Regions from separate parts of the Mus musculus genome. Here regions 1 and 2 are each linked to region 3. A link is a contact called in public Hi-C and Micro-C data. All regions are on one chromosome and are shown on one strand. Each heading gives the region's core, a stretch centred on a gene start, on an enhancer-like site or on the middle of the called end of the contact. The rest is flanking DNA. Distances are from core to core; before and after follow the strand shown.

What was found. Hi-C and Micro-C count contacts between places; a contact is called where the count stands out from the background.
Region 1: a contact with region 3 is called in a Micro-C map of embryonic stem cells, with 2.2 times the contacts expected there. The contact joins the promoter of Hgfac here to the promoter of Sh3bp2 in region 3. A contact is called at or near these places in 2 of 39 promoter capture datasets (both in embryonic stem cells), 1 of 15 datasets of contacts at CTCF or cohesin (stem cell-derived epiblast-like cells), 10 of 484 Hi-C or Micro-C datasets (the G1E-ER4 cell line, the HL-1 cell line and embryonic stem cells) and 1 of 115 datasets of contacts at active chromatin or transcription factors (bone marrow-derived dendritic cells).
Region 2: a contact with region 3 is called in a Hi-C map of cerebellum, with 1.8 times the contacts expected there. The contact joins the enhancer-like site here to the promoter of Sh3bp2 in region 3. A contact is called at or near these places in 2 of 484 Hi-C or Micro-C datasets (the G1E-ER4 cell line and cerebellum) and 4 of 115 datasets of contacts at active chromatin or transcription factors (embryonic forebrain, embryonic stem cells, regulatory T cell precursor and 1 more).

Annotation. Positions count from the first base shown.
Region 1 is chr5:35,038,797-35,042,781 of GRCm38.p6, forward strand. Hgfac (hepatocyte growth factor activator) reads left to right here and starts at 2,713. Exons shown (of 14, transcript NM_019447.3): 1 at 2,713-2,914; 2 at 3,494-3,668; 3 at 3,770-3,866. The coding sequence starts at 2,801. It also overlaps a transcript of Rgs12 not described here.
Region 2 is chr5:34,203,922-34,207,858 of GRCm38.p6, forward strand. All of the region lies in intron 8 of Zfyve28 (zinc finger, FYVE domain containing 28), which reads right to left. Among named protein-coding and RNA genes, the nearest start is that of Mxd4, 18 kb to the left of the region's middle. Within about 2 kb of position 2,025, at least 13 of the 459 cell types and tissues checked have an H3K27ac peak or open chromatin away from gene starts, as enhancers often do. A contact at or near this core is called in cerebellum, where this site is marked.
Region 3 is chr5:34,547,540-34,551,351 of GRCm38.p6, forward strand. Sh3bp2 (SH3-domain binding protein 2) reads left to right here and starts at 2,037. Exons shown (of 13, transcript NM_001145859.1): 1 at 2,037-2,257. The coding sequence starts at 2,094.

The DNA of each region.
Region 1 (3,985 bases), core at 1,463-3,962, 490 kb after region 3:
TGAGGGCTGCCTAGGGCTCTCCCATCCTCAGAGCCCTGGGTCCCTTATTCATCACATCACAAAAGCCTGAGATTCATGAACCTCCCAGCTAGACTGTGGCACTGCCAGCTGTCAGAGCCACTCATCATGAGGTAACCAGTTAGAGGAGAATTGTCTGTGGAAGCCCCTGCTAGGCATGATGGCTGGCCCGAATGGGTGGACGGTTGGCCCTCTGACCTCCCCAGCCTTCCTATCCAGGTCCATGGCCTATGGCTGGAGATCACCTTGTCTGGAGTGGATTTGGTGTCTGTGCAGGGATGCTGGGGTGGGTTTCGGCAACCCAGGGCTGAGGCAAGCAGGTGACAGCTTCTCTTCTCCCCATGACAGGGGGCGGGGCCCGAGTCAGCGGAGGCCTCCCGGTCAACAGGATCATCGATGTGGACCTCGTTTCGGGTGTGTCTCCTGGGTGGGGAGGCAGCATTCTCGGGGTACAGCTGGGTCCAAGGAGGGTAAAAGCCAATGGACCCTCCTTACCAAATGGTCCTGGCCTGAGCACCATCCCAGGTGAGCCCACAAAGCCCAAGACCAGCACACACCATGCCACCTTTGTTTGAAGCTATGCTGGACCTGCAATTCCTACTGCTCCATGTACTGACTCCCATGCTTATATGGATGTTTGAGGAGCTCATGACTCTGAGACGGCAGGAGCCTGGGAAGAGCCAAGAGCCACCTCGGCCCCAATAGGAAGCCAGGAGCCAAACTAGGAAGTGAGGGGACAACTTCATCCCAGGGGCTGGGTTAGACACCTCTATAGCAGCCCGCCTTGGTGTTCAGACTTTGCCCAATAAAATGCTTCTGAAGACCTGCCATGTACTGCATTGTGCTGAGTGCCGATGTCACATGCCATCCTCTTGGAGCCCTTACCCCTGCAGATGGCCCTAGGAAGAAAGACTTCCAGAGAGGAAATGGTTCCTGGACAAGGGTGGCTGCACAGAGATAGCTTGGTGCTTGGGAGCTAAAGGATGGGATCGCCTCCCATCCTCAGATGTATGGGCTCTATGACCATCTTGGATACTGAGGCCAGCCACACCCCAACATTGTCCATTCATATTGTCCCTTGCAGATGACCTGGGGTTTTTGGACATCTGTGTCTTCTGTCTTCTCTGAGGTTGGCCATTGGTGAGGGTGGGGCTTGGTTGAGATTTATGGTGAGGTCACTGTGGTCTCATCCCTGCCCACTGTACCCACTGTGCCCAGTGGAGCCTTCCTGCCACTGGCCCTGCCCCTCTCCCTAGTCTCACTCAGGTGACCCAGGGGGCTTCTAGAGAGGGGACATCTGAACTAAAACCTGACTGTAGATAAGTTCTATAGGGAGGCAAGAGCCAGTGTGTCTGAGGCTGAGACCAGAGTGAATCTGGCTATAGAATGAGAAGTCCTGATATGGCAGGACATCAGTGAGAAGCAGGAGGGGAAGGACCACAGGGTGGTGCTGGGCTGAGCCTGTAAGACACACTGTCACAAGCCCAGGATGCCTGAGCAGAGGCCCCAACACTGATGGCCCAACTGCCAAGCTGCTAATCTTACATCTCTCCCTGGAATTGAAGATGGACTGGCTGAAAGGTTTCTCAGAGAGCGTCTTCTCTGAGGCACCTCATCATGCACATCCCAGCAGCAACATTTCCCAACACCCGCAATGTCCTAGCACTCATAGCATCTGCCTGGTACCCACTGTGCGCCAGCACCACTGTTTCCTCAGTACCACAATGCTCAGACACCACTGTATACCCGCACTTGGCCATGAACCACCATGCCTTTGGTACCCATCATGCCCCACCATGCTTCTAGCACCTACTTTGGCAAGCTTGGGTGCTGTTTGGCCATTGGTGAGGGCGGGGCTTGGTTGAGATTTATGGTGGGGGTCACTGTGATCTCATTCCTGCCCACTGTACCCACTGTGCCCAGTGGAGCCTTCCTGCCACTGGCCCTGTCCCCCTCCCTCAGGAATTGGAGAGATCCCAAGAAGACAGCTAGAGCTATGGGTATGAGGTGGCCACTCCAGTTTGCCTAGGGCCCCCAGTGCCTGCCTGGAGCCACAGGGAAGCTCTGTGTATAGCCTGCCCAACTGAAGGCATGCAGGCTATGCCCACAGGTAACCAGACTGGGAAAGCTTACTGGGGGGCTGCTGGTACCCAGGCTGTCTGGTAAGGATAGAATTCTGGGGGTCCTGAGTACCCCAGGCTTAGGACAAGTAGACAAACCAGCAAAGAGAGTTACTGTTCTCAGGCACTGGTCACAGCACTTGGTCCAGGGAGCAACCCTTACCTCTCTTGAGTTGTTATGTGGCAATGGGTAGAGGGGGTACCCTCCACCCTGTGTTGACATCTGTGGATTGGGGACTGTATCACCCCCACCATGAGTCAGTAGCTGGCTGGGAAGAACTGGAACCCCCAGGTTCCTGCATGCAGCAGGTCCTGTAAAGGGCTCATAGACAGGAGTGGCCAGCAATATGGCCAGCACCTGTGCCTGGGAGGCCTGGCTCTGACCTGCCCAAGTCACACTGGAAGACTTCCTGGAAGAGGCTGAGACTTGAAGGTTGTGTTGGGCCGAGGAGCAGTTGTAGCCTTTGCCAGAGAACAACAGCTGCCCCAGCAGAGCAGGCAGAGCTGTGGCAGCAGGGTGGAGCTATGGCTGTGGAGGAGCCTAACAGGATGCAGTGGGTGGCAGGGTTAATCATTATCATGTAGCCTTGACCCCACCTGCCCTGGCCACGTTCCCTGGCTACTCTGTTCCTGCTACACCTCACGCCAGCTCAGGAGGAGCCATGGGGCGACAGGCCTGGATCTCTAGCCTCTGTCCCTTACCCAGGCCATGTCCCTTCCTGCTGCTCCTGCTGCTGCTGGTGGTGCCTCGGGGGGCCCAGCCCCAGGCTGGCAGGGTGAGCACTGCCCCTCTCCCTTGCATGTGGCCAAGGGTTCTCTATGCACACTCGGTTCCTGGGAAGAGAGAGGTCAGAAAGAGGGCCCCAGAGTGAGCTAGGGACCCAGTGTGGTGGCATAGTGGAGTGGAAGTTGTCATTTTGCACTGAGATATGGGGTGCTGGGCTAGGCTGGTCTGTAGTGCTTGGGCCTGAACTTGTTAGGATCCTCTTGTTGCCACTGTGTGGCCCAGGCCCCGTGAGTGAGTGGGGGGGGGGGGTCCTGGGGCTTCTGCTGCATTCCAGTGTTTGAGATGGGGTGTAGGAGACCTCAGAGTGCTTCAGCTGTTCCTGTCCACCCCAGGACTGCCCCCCAGGACTGAATCTCAAGGACCAGGGTGACCTGGGGCCCTGTGACTCTTAAGTTAGCACATTGGATCACTCAGATTCAGAAGGAAAGGCCAGAGGAGGTCTTGGGGACACCCACTGCCTCTTGGACCTGCCCTAAGGAGTCTCAGGTCTCTGGTGTATCCGACTGGTGGAGTCCAAGTGTGAAGGACTATTCCACACTGACACCTTTGTGGCCCCTTGGGCTCCTAGAACCACACAGAGCCCCCAGGACCTAACGTTACAGCCACCCCCGTGACCCCCACGATCCCTGTGATCTCTGGGAATGTCAGCACCTCAACAGAAAGTGCTCCAGCAGCAGAGACTGAGGGACCCCAAAGTGAGAGGTACCCTCCTCCCTCCAGCAGCAGCCCCCCTGGGGGCCAAGGTAGGTGAGACACTGTAACAGGAAGGCAGCTAAAGAGGTGTGGGGCCTGGGTAGGGGTGGAGTACCCAGTGGGATGCCTGATCCCTGACACCCCTCCACAGTGCTCACCGAGTCTGGGCAGCCGTGCAGGTTCCCTTTCCGCTACGGTGGCCGCATGCTGCACTCCTGTACCTCTGAGGGAAGTGCCTACAGGAAGTGGTGAGTCCCAGAGTGGGGTAGCGGCTGAGGAACCTACACAGGTTCCCACTGTGGACCCTCATGAACCCTGAAGCTAGTAGGTCTTGATGCCCAGCAGGTACATTTAGTGAACAGGGGCT
Region 2 (3,937 bases), core at 775-3,274, 340 kb before region 3:
GCTGTGTTATGCATCCAAGCCCCTGCCTCCAAACCACAACGTAATAAATAGCTATAGATGTTTTTAAAGCTAGAGTGCTGCCAGGCAGTGGTGGTGCACACCTTTAATACCAGCACTCGGGAGGCATAGGCAGGTGGATCTCTGTAAATGCAGGCCAACTTGGTCTAAAAAGCAAATGCCAGAACAACCAAGGTTACACAGAGAAACCCTGTCTCAGAAAACCAAAACCAAACCAAACCAAAAAACAAAACAAACAAACAAACAACCCTAGAGTATCCTGCACACACAGATGAAAGACTAGGAAATACCAAGCATCTCTTTTCTGGTCATAGGAATAAATGAAGCATTCAGTGTGGTACATTTCCATAATCCCAGCTTAGGAGAAAGGTACATTTGAGGCTAGGCATAGTAAGACACAGACTCAATAAACAAACATATGCAGCTAGAGACACGAGCTCTGGGGGTACTGGTTAGTTCATATTGTTGTTCCACCTATAGGGTTGCAGACTCCTTTAGCTCCTTGGGTGCTTTCTCTAGCCCTGTGTACCATCCAATAGCATCCACTTCTGTGTTTGCCAGGCACCAGCATAGCCTCACAAGAGACAGCTATATCAGGGTCCTTTCAGCAAAATCTTGCTGGCATATGCAATGGTGTCTGCGTTTGAAGGCTGATTATGGGATGGATCCCCGGGTGTGGCAGTCTCTAGATGGTCCATGCTTTCGTCTCAGCTCCAAACTTTGTCTCTGTAACTCCTTCCATGGGTGTTTTGTTCCCATTTCTAAGAAGGTGCAAAGTGACCACACTTTGGTCTTCGTTCTTCTTGAGTTTCATGTGTTTTGCAACTTGTATCTTGGATATTCTAAGTTTCTGGGCTAACTAGCTGCATATGTAGCAGAAGATGGCCTAGTCAGCCATCATTGGGAAGAGAGGCCCCTTAGCCTTGCAAACTTTATATGCCTCAGTACAGGGGAAAACCAGGGCCAAGAAGTGGGAGTGGGTGGGTAGGGGAGTGGGTGGGGGAGGGTATGGGGGAATTTTGGGATAGCATTTGAAATGTAAATGAAGAAAATACCTAATTTAAAAAAATAAACAAACAAATAAATAGAAATTCAATTCCAAGAAGAGAATGAAGAGGCAGCAGGCAGCAGATGGCACCCTTGGGCCTGCAGATGGTGATGGCAGCAAGAGGCTGAAAGAGGAGAGAGGTGGAGAAATGGGCCAGGGCACAGTGGGCATCTGGCCATCTACCTAGGAAACACACTGCTAAGGATCTGATGCCTGAGATAAAACTAGCAGGCGACTTGGCCTGTCCAGAAGTTAGCCAGGAGGGTCTCACACTTAGGCCCTGGACCCGGTCAGTCCCACCACCCTGGACATCTCAGTCCCCAAGAGTAAAGCTCCAGAGAGCTGAAATGGCCACAACATGGTCTGGCTCTGCCTTCTTCAGGAGTCAAGAGGTCAGGCAATACCCTGGATAGTTTTGTCAACTTGACACTTCACTTAAGGCAATCACTTCCTTATGTCTGTACTATAGGCTAGCTTGTAGGGCATTTTCTTAATAAATGATGAATGTGGGAAGGCCTGGCACTTTATAGGGGAGGGTGCTATCCCTGGGCTGGTGGTCTTGGGTACTATAAGAAAGCAGGCTGAGCAAGCCAGAGGGAGCAAGCCAGAAAGCAGCTCTATGGCCTCTGCATCAGCTCCTGCCTCCAGGTTCCTGCGTGCCTGAGTTCCTGCTCTCACACCATTTGATATTGAACTGTTCTATGGAAATAAACCTACCCCCACTCCAAACTGCTATAATGGTGTTTCGTCACAGCAATAAGACAGGTAGGGCAGGACAACTTTCTAATAACAAGCTCTAAAAATATCTAACTAGGTCACACCCACTTTGCAGGTCAGCTGTGAATGGCAGCAGGTGGTCAGCATGCTATGACCATCAGGCACCTTACAGTGCTGCTTGGCTCTAGCAGAGAGTTATGTATGCTGTCCTAGGGTGAATGGTATCCATTCATATGCATGATGAAGTCCTACCCTGCAGTCAGCATCCTAGTGGGCATCATGAACTCAGATGAGGTCATACTAGAGCAGGGTAGGCCCTGATCCAACAGGACTGGTAACTCCATAAATAGTAAATCAACACAGACATGCATGAAGGAATGGCAGCATGTGGTGATGAAGGCACGGGTTGTGCGTGATGTTTCCACAAGCCAAAAAATTCCAGGGATGCCTGGCCACCACCAGGAGCAGGAGGGTAGCCTAGGACAGGATCTCCCTCACAGCCCCTGATAGAACCAGCTCTGAGACTCCCTTATCTTGACTTCCTGTTGTCAAGACTGCAAGACGGCAGTTTTCCTCTGCAGCATCTACTGCTCATTGTTAAAGAAGCTCCAAGACATTTTTTTTCATGAAGGAATGAATGTCCATGACTTAAATGAACCCAATATGAACCGTACCAGGCACAGGCTGCACCCAATCACTGCATAGCTCCTACCAAGAACCCTACAGATCCAGGACAGAGAAGCTCTGCATACAAAAGTCATGAGGTCTCTATTCAACTCACTCACCTCCCATCCCTTTAACTCCCTCTCTACAAACAGACCCTGCTACACAAATCTCTTCCTGCTCCACCCCTGCCCACTACTGTGGACCCATTGTGTATTAACACAATGAGAATGTAAAAACCTGCAACAGCCTTTCTTCTTGTTCTGGATCTACACCAGAAGATCCCCAACACAGTAGCCTCCATGTCTGAGGAACAGACAAGAGAGTCCATACATAAGCAGGCTCTCCTCTCTGCGGGGACAATCACTTTGCAGGGACCAGACACTATATGGAAGAGTGCCCTGGCCAGGCACTCTTCCTGATGTCATCATCATGGCACCATGAAAACACATCCAATGGTGGTTCCTCTGGGAAAGTGGAAGAGCAGAGTAGTCAGAAGCCCAAGATCCATATGTTATGGTGAATGCCACATGCCCCCAAGTGTGACACATCCACATCACACCCCAGAGGATTTGGCAGTGAGCTTTTTGGAGAGAAGGTACTTTATAGATTCGTCAGTGTCAGGATCTCACGATGAGGCCAGCCTGGATGATCAGTAAAGGTCCTTATGAGGGAGAGATTTCCCACAAGTCAAGGAAATGCCAGGAGCCCTGGGAACTCGAGGCAGGAAGGCTCAGAACCTTTAGCTGGAGTACAATGTGACCTCAGACCTCTAGCCTCTAAGACTTGAGAGTAGAAGTCTGGCTTTAGGTCTCCTCTAACACTAATATGGATATGGAATCTCTGATCCCCTCCTGAGACCATCTCACAGCTGCTCGTGAGTTACTGGTCCAGAGATGAGATCACTGAGCCCAGATAATAGCAGTCAAATGTCCTGATGGCTAGATAAAGATCCAGTCTGTGAAACAGCAGTGCAGCTGCCTCAGGCCACTAATACACAGAGCCGTTTGCAGGGAGGGGATATTCATGCAGTGAAGAGAAGTCCACACAAGCACAGCACGCTTAAAGTGTTTGATGCCGTCAAAGGAAATAGTCATACCTAACATATAATTATAGCTTAAGTCGTTTAGGGGAGTCGGAACTTGTAATCAATGTTTATACATCTAGGAAAGTGCTCTGCAAAGAGTGTTTACTGTTGCTTTCATTCCACAAATTGAACAGCAAAGAGGTGGTCTCGATTCATGCTTCTGAGTGCAGGCTTTGAATGCCACAGCACCTGGAGACCAACTGCAGGAAACGAAGGAAGACAGCTGAAGTCTCTTTAAGAGAAACAGCACACACACACACACACACACACACACACACACACACACAAGGGATGGGGGGAGGGGCTTCTGGTGACATGGCAACTGTCACTACAGATTCTAGCTGCCCCTACCCCCATTACCTCTGCCAAGCCTCTCAGGGTGACTTGGAAGGAAGGTGGATCCT
Region 3 (3,812 bases), core at 787-3,286:
CTTATCTGGACACTTGATTTACTTGTGTCTGCACAGCAAATGTATGTAGTGCTTGTAGAGGCCAGAAGAGGGCATCAAGTCCCCTGGAGCTGGAGCTGCAGACAGATGTGAGATTCCTTGTGGGTGCTGGATCCTCTGTAAAAGCAGTCAGGCTCCTAACCACTGACTGCCTGTCCAGCCTGACATTCAATTTCTTTTTATTATATACTTTCCTTGGCCACACTTTCCATACAATGTTGAAAAGAAGCAATGGGATCCTTGCCTTGTTCCTGCCTTTCAGGAAACTGAAAATGTTCGGCCTTTTACTTCCGGCTGTAATAGCTGTAGGCTTTTCTTAGATGGCCTTTGTTAGGTTTAGAGAGTTCCCTTCTGCTGTTTTTCTTCCTTCCTTCCTTCCTTCCTTCCTTCCTTTCTCTCTTTCTTCCCTTCTTTTTTCTTTTTAGATTTATTTATTATTGTATTTTTTTATGTGCTGTTAGATTCAGTTTGCTAGCATCTTGTGGAGAATGTTTATGCTGTGCCCAGAAGGGGATTTGGGGCTGGGGATATGGCTCAGTTGGTAGACTCCTGTCTAGTTTCAGTCCTCAACACTGCTTAAGCCAGATGTGGTCATCCTCAAACTTAGGATATGGAAGCAGGGAAATCAGAAGTTCAAGGCCAGCCCGAGCTATTCTGTCATAAAAAAGATACACAAACAGAAATCCTCAGAGACTTATTGGTCTGTAGCTTTCGTGTCTGTGACAGCTTCATCTGGGTTTGGGTATTGAGGTGATGCTGGCCTCATTGGATTTGCTCTGCGAGTTTGTATATGACTAGTGCTCTTGGAATCTAATATTTAATGGCTAAATTACTTTACTTGCAGCAGCAGGCAGTGGAAACAACCTGGACTAAGGTGAATTCTTGTGGGCTTGGGTGAGCAGAGTCTGTGCACAGCAGAGCAAAGCACATCTAAAAGGTCGAAAGTAGAGGTAGGGCTGGATTAGGAAGTGCTAGAGTGTTGCCAGGTGTGATAGTGTACAGCAGCAATACCAGTACTTGGGAGGCTGAGGCAGGAGGATGCCAAGGTAGAGCCAAGCCAGGGCTACAGAGTGAGACCCTCTTTAATGCCCCCCCCCCGGCAGGATTGTGTCCATGGCATTTAGAATAATGATGTGATGGGAATGGTGTGTTGGCTGGAAGGTGAGGAAGGGAAATTGGGGGAGGCAGGGAGAGGTGTGGCCTGCTCAGAAGCAGTAGAGACGGGGATCTGTAATGCAGGGTGGCTGGAAGAAGGAGGCAGCTTAGTGTTCTGGGTAAGATGTTCCTCCAGAAACCAATGCCCCAGGCAGCCGGACTCTTGGAGTGAGAAAGCTGTAGGAACGTCAAGGCTGCATATAGTAGGAAGGGGCCTGGAGAGCTTGCCTAATATAGAGACTTGGACACCAGGGAGAAGAGTCTAGAATAGACAGTTGGTGGGAGTGAAGCCTGAGGAATATACCAGAGTTGCCTCTGAAGGGCAAGTGTGCTGCCTTCTGCCACAGATAGTCCATCTTGGGGCAGCCTGTGTGATGATGGGAGATGGAGAAGGAAGGATGCCTAGGAAGTCAACAGGGCTTTACCAGCCTTAGGCATCCAGGAACACTCTTCTGGGACAGGTATTCAAAGAAGCCCAAGTAGGTAAGAGCTGCCAAGGGCTGGCTCACTCCTTGGAGGAATTCCGTCCCGAGGGAGACCCATGGAGTGGACATTGGCAAGGTGACATGATGGGGTACTAGCGTAGGAAGTAGGGTGCCATAGACGCTCATATCCAAGGTGCAAACTGGGTGGAGATCAGCAGGCGGGGACTTCGGGATCCTCAGATGTTGGGAATATGAGCGTGACTTCCTCATTCGCATTGGTGGCTTCCTTGTTTGTCTGGATGGCTCTTAATTCTGGATTATACAGACACAAGTTTCCAAGTTTCCACTTATTGCAGCCCACCACCCTCAGTGCAGTGGGTGGAGAAACTGACGTAAGGAGGGGCGGGTCCGCTTTCTTACCTGGCCCCTAGCCCTTACACTACCGCCCGCGAGGGGAGGAGCCAGGGGCAGCTCCGGCCTGGGGCTCTACGAGCTATGGCGGGCTCAGGGTCGCGGCCGCGGAGCTGGGGCTGGCGAGAGACAGGCTCCAGGGACGAGGCTGCGGCCGGTGGGCCCACCTCGGGACCCTGTCGCTGCTCACAGGGAAGGCGGGCGCTGGCCGCCCCCCGGAAGCCGGCTGTGCCCGCCGCGTGGACACCGTGAGTACTGATCCTGCCTGGGGCTCGGGATCTGGGGCCCCAGCCCTGGTTCTGAGCATCCACACTCAGTTCAGACTTCCACTCCTCAGACCTGGGCCCCCACCCTCTGCACCACGACCCGGGACCGAAAGTCCCTGGAGCCCCAGGCGCTATCCGGCGTCTACTCAGAACAAAGGAGAGCATGGGCCAGCCAGAGTTGGCTGGCCAGGGGGCTTCGAGAGCCTGGCGCGCTGTCTGTCCATCTGCTTGCACGGCATGGGCATGGGAGTGGGCACCCTCCTCGCACTCCACTGCTGTGCTCGGACCCGCGTTCCCCTTGGCCCTGCGCGGGGGTGTGGTCGCGCCATTGTTCCAAACCTCCGCCTGTGGTTCTGTGGTTCGAGGACCAATGGTCCTGACCAATGGCCTGGACCATGGACCAAGTGCATTTGAGTGTTAATGCGCTCTCTCTCTCTCTCTCTCTCTCTCTCTCTCTCTCTCTCTCTCTCTCTCAGTGTGTGTGTGTGTGTGTGTGTGTGTGTGTGTGTGTGTGTGTGTGATGTGTGTGTGTATGGGGTAGCCAACGGAACTTGATTCTCTAACACATATTTGGCGGTGTGAGGTGAGCCTGGCCGTTGACAAGAGCTTAATTGATTTCCATCCTTTTTCCTTTCATTTTCGGATGCAGTAGGTTTCCCTGCTTCAGCCTTCTGAATGCTGAGCTTTCAGACGTAGGCCACCCCGGGGCTGGAGGGTTTTCTCTGTGTGTTTTTGGGGGAGTTGGCACTATAGTAATAGAAATCTCAGCAGCCTGCCCTTCTGGATATGGCTGGAGCCATCCCACCTTGTTGAGAGCAGATCCCTGACCTTCCCCTCATGCAGTGCCTCAGGGTCCAAAGAGGGACCTGATGGGGTGAGTGGGTGTACCAACAGAATAATGCCAAGTTAGGGGGCAATTGTGACTGGCACTTGGGGTTCCTTACAGGAAGGACCCTCTGAGTCTTGATACTCTGGGCTGATAATGTGGATACTAGAAAACCTGCCAAATGGTCCTCATGGCACTGATGACAAGGTGTATGTGTGTGTGTTCAGAGTCCACCCTGTGCTCCCAATTTATAGCTCTAACAACTGAGGCTGGAGTTCCCCCAGAAAGCCAAACTATTGGAGCCCAAATTATTAAATCTGGGAAGTGGGGGGCTCTTGGCTTGCTCTTCTATTACCTGACTTCAGGGCTTCAAAGTGGGGATAGACAGAAGTTACTGAGGAAGGGTGGACATCTCAGGACCTGACTTTCTCTCCATAGAAGATCAGATCTGATGGAAAAGGTTCTCATTGCCTGCCTCAGTGCTCTTGAACAGCCATTTTCAAGGGGGTGACCCCAGTGCCCCCTGCTCTAGGACAAGCACTTTGTGAGCTGCCCAGGCATTGGAACCTTGGGTAGCTATGGCATAAGGCCTGATATGCCCAGGCTAGGGCTTCCTGAGTTCAGTCATTACTGCCCCAGCCTTCCTGGGGCCATGAACTCGCTGAATTCACGGTGGTAAAAGGACTGTGCTCAGAATTCTGGAGTCAGGTG